Linked DNA regions of Mus musculus: region 2 is linked to region 1. The links are chromatin contacts, called in public Hi-C maps. All regions are on one chromosome and are shown on one strand. The core of a region is the stretch at or near the end of the contact, and the rest is flanking DNA. Distances in the headings are between cores, read along the strand shown.

Region 1 (3,483 bases), core at 560-3,059:
CTTTGAGGGATGCATTCAACATCGAGTCTTTTCAGTTTTGTGCTTGGTACGATTATGACACACTTTAAGAAGGAAATTAATGTCAGTGAAACAGCCAACAAAACAAAACAAAACCCCTCAAATTATTGCAAACTACTATATAGTATTAACATGTTTGATTGCAAAAAGAATGATTAGGGATCCTACTACAAAAATCAAATATACTGATGTAACAGAAGGGTGAAAGGAGGCTCTCCCCTCTCCCAGCTAAACTAAGGTGTTCAGCTAGCCTTCTGATGGCTCACCAACACCAGGAATTCTCACTAGCTGCTTTACCAAGCACTATCAGTGAGGTTACGGCTTAACTGGACTCATCATAGGCAGCTGGAGTCAGGACGAAGCCGTATCAACCACTTCAGAAAACCATTCTGCAGAACTAAAGCTAACCCAACAAGCACCCAAAAGCAGCTTCCACTCCAGGATACAGACACTCCGAAGAAATGAATGCCAATGTCCACCAACAGCCTCAAAAGAATGCTGCCAGAGGTGTAACTCCTACTAGGTGCAAACCAGGAGGAACACCTAATGCCATCCATCCTCCGGAGAGTAGTAGCATTGATATGCATACAGCAAACCAGAAGCAATTTTTAAGAACCAGCCAACAAAACCCATGGAACAGCCATGGATGGATCTGGCAGACGTGGTACGGAGGGAAGGAAGACAGATACAAAAGTCACAGGGGTCCAAGCAGGCAAAACTAATTTGATGACAGAAAGCCTGGGGTTCTCTAGAAGACGGGTGTATGAGCTGCTAGCTGGAAAGCTACTCTTCTTGGTCAGCAGCATACAGGGTTCAGTTGAGTGAGCTGCAAACCCAAAATCCATACACTTGAATGTGTTTAACTTTTTACACAGGAGAGAAGCTGTGTATCCAAAGTAAGTGTCAGGTCGTTACATAAAGATTATAAAAATTATCATCACTGGATATCTATACCCTGGTGAAATATATTTGCTGTAAAAATGCTCTGCATTTGCTAAACTAAAACTCAAAATTAAAGTGACTGGGAAGTTTCCTTCTTCACGCGTATTCTAACATCAAATGTATCATTGTAAAATGACAGAGTGTTTCTGGCTTGCATTCCCTAACCCAAATTTATTTCACTTGCCCTCCTCATATGGCAATGGCTGTCGCATGCCACCACATGCCCTGATAGCTGGTCATCATCTACAGGGACACTGAGTGGCCTGGTTCTGGGATTTTTGACTGTCACCATGTCCTGGAATTGTTTCAAACCACGCTCACATAAACCCCATCCAGGCTCCCTTATGCCTGGCCACCCTTGCCTTTCCAGAGCAGCAGAGCGGCTCAGCATGGGACTACTGCGACCTCTGGTTTGGAGCTGGTAAGATTCTAGACGCTGAGCTACAGAGATCCAGTAACTCCCAGGGGACAGCAGAGTCCCGGGACCCCCGCTGCCCGCCGCAGGCCGAGTGGCTGGACCCGCCCCAGGGAATCCGCGCAAACGCTGCCGTCGCTTCCGGGTTTGGAGTTTTCCCGCGTGTTGTGACACGTGACCAGGATGCTTAGCAAAGCGCGGGGCACCGAATCCGGGTCCGCGCTCGCTAGGACCTTGCGGACCGGTGCTGGCCTGGGAAAAAAAAAAAACCCGCGCTGCCGCTGCCGCCACCAGCGACCTAGGCCCACGCGCCTCCCGCGTTTACCTGGAAGTAGGAACACTAGCTGCCTGGCCGCCAAGTCCCCGCGGTCCCGACCTCCGGCCATGGTCGCGCCCTGCCGGAAGTGGCGCCGAGGGGCCCGCCAACCGGGGCCACCAGCCTGCCTCCATTTCCGGGCCCGCCCGCTCGGCTTCCTTTTTTGAAATCTGCGCGGGCCCTGCTGTCAGTGGAGGGTGTGGAGCTCCTCGTTTTTCTCACTCTCATTCTACGGGCGCTGCTCGTGCGTGTATTTCATACATTGAGGTTCCTAATGCGGGCGAGCAGCCTTCAAATTGGCTGTGGGCCAATTTGATAGTTAAGGTAATTTTTTAAAGATACAACCCAAATTATGCTTATAATTTGGAGTTCAACATACGAATTTGTTATTTAGGATAAATCTTTAGAGTATTAACGAGACTTAGTTTGGGTGTGGTTTGGTTTTGACACAAGGTCCACCACCCAGCGGGGACTGACCTTCAAAGTATGCCGCCCTGGCTGGCTTTGAATACTGGATCAGGAACCTCCCAAGTGCTAGAATGGTTGTGAGCAAAAGTGGTGTCTTGTTGCCTAGGGCTCACCTCGGGGCTATAGAGAAAACAATTAAGCCCTGACTAGGGAGGTGGAGAGGGGATTCTCTCAAAGGGCCAGCTGCCGATCAGGAAGCTTGTTCTGAAGTGTTCTTTCTAGGCAGACTATGCACTTTATGTCTTTTGTTATCCAGTCTAGTGGCACTTTGTATTTTGTTTTTGTAGAGGGAGCAATGTGAGACACAGGCAACATAAATGTGGAGGTCTGAGTTATAAAGGTGGTCAAAGCTTTTGAGAAATTACATAGAGCAACCAGAAGTTGGTCTGGATCTTAAAACATAGGCTGAGATTCCCTCCTGAGGCATGAAGCCCTTAAAAATACCCACCTCTGAACAACAATATGAACTAACCAGTACCCCCAGAGCTCATGTCTCTAGCTGCATATGTAGCAGAAGATGGCCTAGTCGGCCATCATTGGGAAGAGAGGCCCCTTGGTCTTGTAAACTTTATATGCCTCAGTACAGGGGAACACCAGGGCCAAGAAGTGGGAGTGAGTGGGTAGGGGGGGGTGGTATGGGGGACTTTTGGGATAGCACTTGAAATGTAAATGAAGAAAATACCTAATTAAAAAAAATATATATATAATACCCACCTCTGACCAGACCATTGTAAGACCACGAAAAAATAAGGCCACGCAGGGACATTTCGTGATTCTCTCAGACAAAAGCAAGATCAGTGTCATTTGTGCAGCAACTGTCCCAGCACTTGGCCACAGTGAGAACTGCTTTACCCAGTACAGCTCTATTCCTGTGCTAGTCTCCCCTGGCTGTGGATAAGAGTCAGGAAGATGAGTCAGGATACAAAGACAGAAGAGGACTCTGGAGGGAAAGGGGTCCCCCTAGGACTGGCTTTGCGTTTCATGCTGGCTGAGAATTAAGAATTTTGACTCAATTGGACCATCAAGGTGGTTCAGTACACAGAGGATTAACAGGATTCCCATGCCCAGCCACAGAGAAATCACTGCACACTGAGGGATTAATAATGGAAATGGTTTTTAATGATAGTGTGTGTGTGTGTGTGTGTGTGTGTGTGTCTAATGCTCAGGGAGGAGGCCTTATAGAGAAGATGTTGTTAGCTTACATTTTAGGCTTATGCATTTCACATAAATCTTTCAGGCTCCAGCCCCAGGTTACACTTTGGAAAGTTTAAACAGACACAAGAGACGGCAGGTCTGGTCCCTTGCTTGGGCAAATGGGAGATTT
Region 2 (3,483 bases), core at 284-2,783, 58 kb before region 1:
CTCCATCTACTTTCCTTTGAAACTCTCTAGCCATGTCTTGAGTGAAAGCCCTAGCTAGAACGACCACTCTGAGGACGTGGCATTACCTGGGAGACCAAGACCAAATTGGTCATTTGGTGGGAAGCCTTTTCAGTTAAGTTTGGAAGGAGAAACACCAGAGCCCGGGATCTTGGATTATTTTGTTGCAAGCTTGTTTGGCTGGGGTCACAGTACAATATGCTACTTCATTGAACATTATATTTAGAACTGTCAGAATTGTGCGACAGGTACCATAGTCCAGGCCAAAAACAAGGACAATTTTTGTTCCACATTTATTTTGATTTAAATAATCATTTCCAGCTGTAAAAGAAAGACAATCCTGTGATAGGTACCACCCTGCAGCTGACATTTATTCTATTAAACACTGCTACAGACAATCTCCTGGTATTCGGAAGTGTTTGTTACTTTTCTATTGCTATGTTACTTATGCTACTTCTGTTACTTCTATGAGGCAACTCATAGAAGGAAGGTTTTATTTGTGCTTACAGTTCCAGAGAGCTCAGAGTCCATCACAGTGGGGAAGGTTGACCATTCTCATCCAAACCACCACACTTGGGAAGTTTGGCGAGCTGCTAAAGTGCTTGCTCACAGGGCCTCTAAAACCTCAAAATGCACCTTCACTTGTTCTGGAATCTTCTGTGAATTGAGGCCCTTGGACCCAAGTTAGATGTATTAACTCCTACTGGATCGATTAGCTCATAGAACATCTATGCCCTGGCACACACCATCTGGTGGTCTGTCTCATGGCCAGCAGCAGACCTGGGCTGCCACTCAAATACGAGGCTTGCTCATGAGCAGTGAACACTTGGCTTGGTGGTGACTGTCGGTAGAGCCCTTTTCAGAGTAGAGCATTCCAGGGAACTGCCCTCTACAACTACAGCTTTGCAGGCTCAGTTTACCCCATAACCCTGCCTTGCTCCTGCCCCTCCCCCTCCCTTGCCTCTGCCCCACCTAGCTTCTTCCATTTCAGGGCACCTGGCCCAGGCACGGTCTATCCAGATGGTGGCAGATGGCTGGTCCTCAGACCAATGACTGGCAGACTCATTGGCGTCTAGCCATGGAGGGAGGCGACAGTTTCTAAATAAGTTGAGAAGAGGCCACTGCTTTCTTTACCTTGGGAGCACAGACCTCAAGCCCAAGCTTGTAAAAGCCAGGACCCCAAGGTCCTGAATACCATGGCAATCCTGGATGCTGGAGGCAATGCTTCTGGGCGCTGAGGAGGAGGGGTGTCTACAGCTTTCTCTTTCAGTGGCTCTCTTCTTCCTTAGCTGATGCTTCCCGACACTTCCCTCAGTCTTGGTATCTTAGCCCTCTCCTAGGCTAAGACTTTTTCATTCATCACAGATGCCTGGCTTCCCCGCCCCCCCACCCCCCAATCCCTTCTTAGTCTTTCTTTCACTTTCAAGTTTTCATTGGCTCACAGTTGTGTGAGAAAGAAAGAGTGAGTGATTCACTGGGTTGCCTGGCTGAGGGGTGAGATCACTGCTGCCCCTGCAGAGAGTGGGTGCTGTGTGCTAGCCTGGAGACTGAAGAAAGCAAGCGGAGGACCGCTCTCCCCAGAAGACCATCTGGCTGAGACAGCCGAATGCTAATCTGTAGCTTTCATTTCCTTTATTCCTCTTGGTTTGTTCTCTTCATCTGCAGCTGTACATTCAGACCCAGCCCCTGTGAAGGCAAGCGCTCATTTGGGGAGCATGTTTATTTGCCCCCCCACCCCCCATGCTTCTTCTAGGTGTCGGGAAGCCATTGTTATCAATGGTGGGTTCTATGTGGCTTTAATGTCAGTGCTGCACTTTCAGATGGAAATCAGGCAATTATGTGCCACATAGAGAAACCTGACAGATGCAGAGGTTTTACACAGCTGGCCCTGTCTGTGGGACAAAGGCACCTGGTGCTCCCCCGAGGGATCATTACATAAGTAGAATATGTTTTGAGAGCACAGAAAAACTCAAGAATAATTAACTGTGGGGTGAGCATTCATAGACTCTGGGGCTGTGTTAACTTCAAAATGTGATAATGATATGTCAACCAACTGGCTGAATCATTCTTTAAAGGTGGCTTGAGAGACTCTGTCTCCCAAAGAGAAACTGCTCTGAGTTTCTGCATGGTGCAGTCCGAAAATTTTCAGAGGATTCTGAATTCTTTCCCCTCAGGGGTTCAACTTGATGTGAGGTGAGGAGGAAATGACAGCAGTTCCATGTCTGCATTCAGTGGGGTCTAATGATGGCACTCTCTTAGATCTTAGTGGCCTATCTAAGCCATCAGCATCTACCCAGGAACTTGGGTTCACATATATAGCAGGACCATTGTGGTACCCAGCTGAAGTCCTTTGAGCATTACACAGGTATGGTTTTTAGCCACACTGCGCAGACAGGAAACTGAGGTACAGACCTAGGACTTGGCCTTCAGACCCACCCTACCCCAACTCTGATCTTAGCTCTCAGCCATTGGCTAGAGCCGTCTCTGTGTTGGAAGCAGAGACTGTACTCCTGACACAGCAGCTCCAGTCAGATATGTGCTGTCAAGAACAGAACAGGAGAGACCTAAAGAAAAGTTACAGTGTGATTTTTCACTGGAGACGTCCAGCTATTAAAAGAGACTGAAACATGAAGTCCCAGCTTTAAGTGTTCCAGCATACATTTATAGTTTACCACAGGCTACGGTGTCCCCAGGTCTAGTCAGGGCTCCTGTTGGCTGTGGAGCAAATACTTAGAGGTTTTTTGACCCTTTGACTCCAGCAGACCCTGGAGTCTCCCCCAGATCCCTGAGCTGTGGTTTTAGATTATGCACAGCTGTGGCAGTTTAGAACAGAAAAATATAGGGGATTCTGTAACTCTCAGAAAAAATGATTCTAAAAATACAATATTTGTATTTATCCTTTGAGAATTTCATACATGTATAAAATATGTCTTGGTCATATTCACCCCCCACTCTATCCCAAAAGTAATTTTTAAACTCAGCATATGATAAACAAATTAAGCAGGTTTACGCAGGGCTCTTACTCCCTTTGCAAAGCTACAAATGCCAATTTTGAAAGACTGTGAAGCCCTGTTTTAGAGACATTGTATAAATCTACCAAAACTGGACACATTAGGAACAAAACAGATTTGCAAGTGGTAAATAAACAGTATGCAGTCATAATCTCCCCGTCCTCATGTGTTTTCCTCTGTGCTAAGTAGAGAGACAGTGGAGGCCATTCAGAGCCTCACCATTGTCAGTGTCATTAGTGATGGGAAGCTGGACACTGCACGTGTACCTTTCCCATCTCGACTGAATGTGCCCATCTCAAGGCATTATTGTACGATGCCAGCATCACCTGTTTTAAAATATTCTTAGTGTCTTACTAGGCCTCAGGGATGATGCCCCTATATACTATAACTTGTTGGGCTCTCATTTGGGCAGGTATGTTGGTAAGACTTTATGGGTGTGGCTTCTTATGTTACT

The links. A called contact is a pair of places that touch in the nucleus more often than the background predicts.
Region 2: a Hi-C map of muscle stem cells shows a contact between it and region 1, with 2.0 times the contacts expected there. The contact joins the enhancer-like site here to the promoter of Rnaseh2b in region 1. A contact is called at or near these places in 1 of 39 promoter capture datasets (macrophages), 1 of 15 datasets of contacts at CTCF or cohesin (large pre-B cells), 7 of 484 Hi-C or Micro-C datasets (CD8 T cells, cerebellar granule neurons, liver and 3 more), 2 of 115 datasets of contacts at active chromatin or transcription factors (embryonic stem cells and fibro-adipogenic progenitors) and 2 of 9 other capture datasets (adipose tissue and liver).

What each region holds. Positions count from the first base shown.
Region 1 is chr14:62,330,394-62,333,876 of GRCm38.p6, reverse strand. It overlaps Rnaseh2b (ribonuclease H2, subunit B), which reads right to left and starts at 1,809. Exons shown (of 11, transcript NM_026001.3): 1 at 1,701-1,809. The coding sequence starts at 1,761. It overlaps Gm41173 (a long non-coding RNA gene), which reads left to right and starts at 1,822. Exons shown (of 2, transcript XR_874686.3): 1 at 1,822-2,015.
Region 2 is chr14:62,387,686-62,391,168 of GRCm38.p6, reverse strand. The region is part of intron 2 of Gm46457 (a long non-coding RNA gene); the gene reads right to left. It also overlaps a transcript of Gucy1b2 not described here. Among named protein-coding and RNA genes, the nearest start is that of Gm46457, 10 kb to the right of the region's middle. Within about 2 kb of position 1,533, at least 91 of the 459 cell types and tissues checked have an H3K27ac peak or open chromatin away from gene starts, as enhancers often do. A contact at or near this core is called in cerebellar granule neurons, muscle stem cells and uterus, where this site is marked.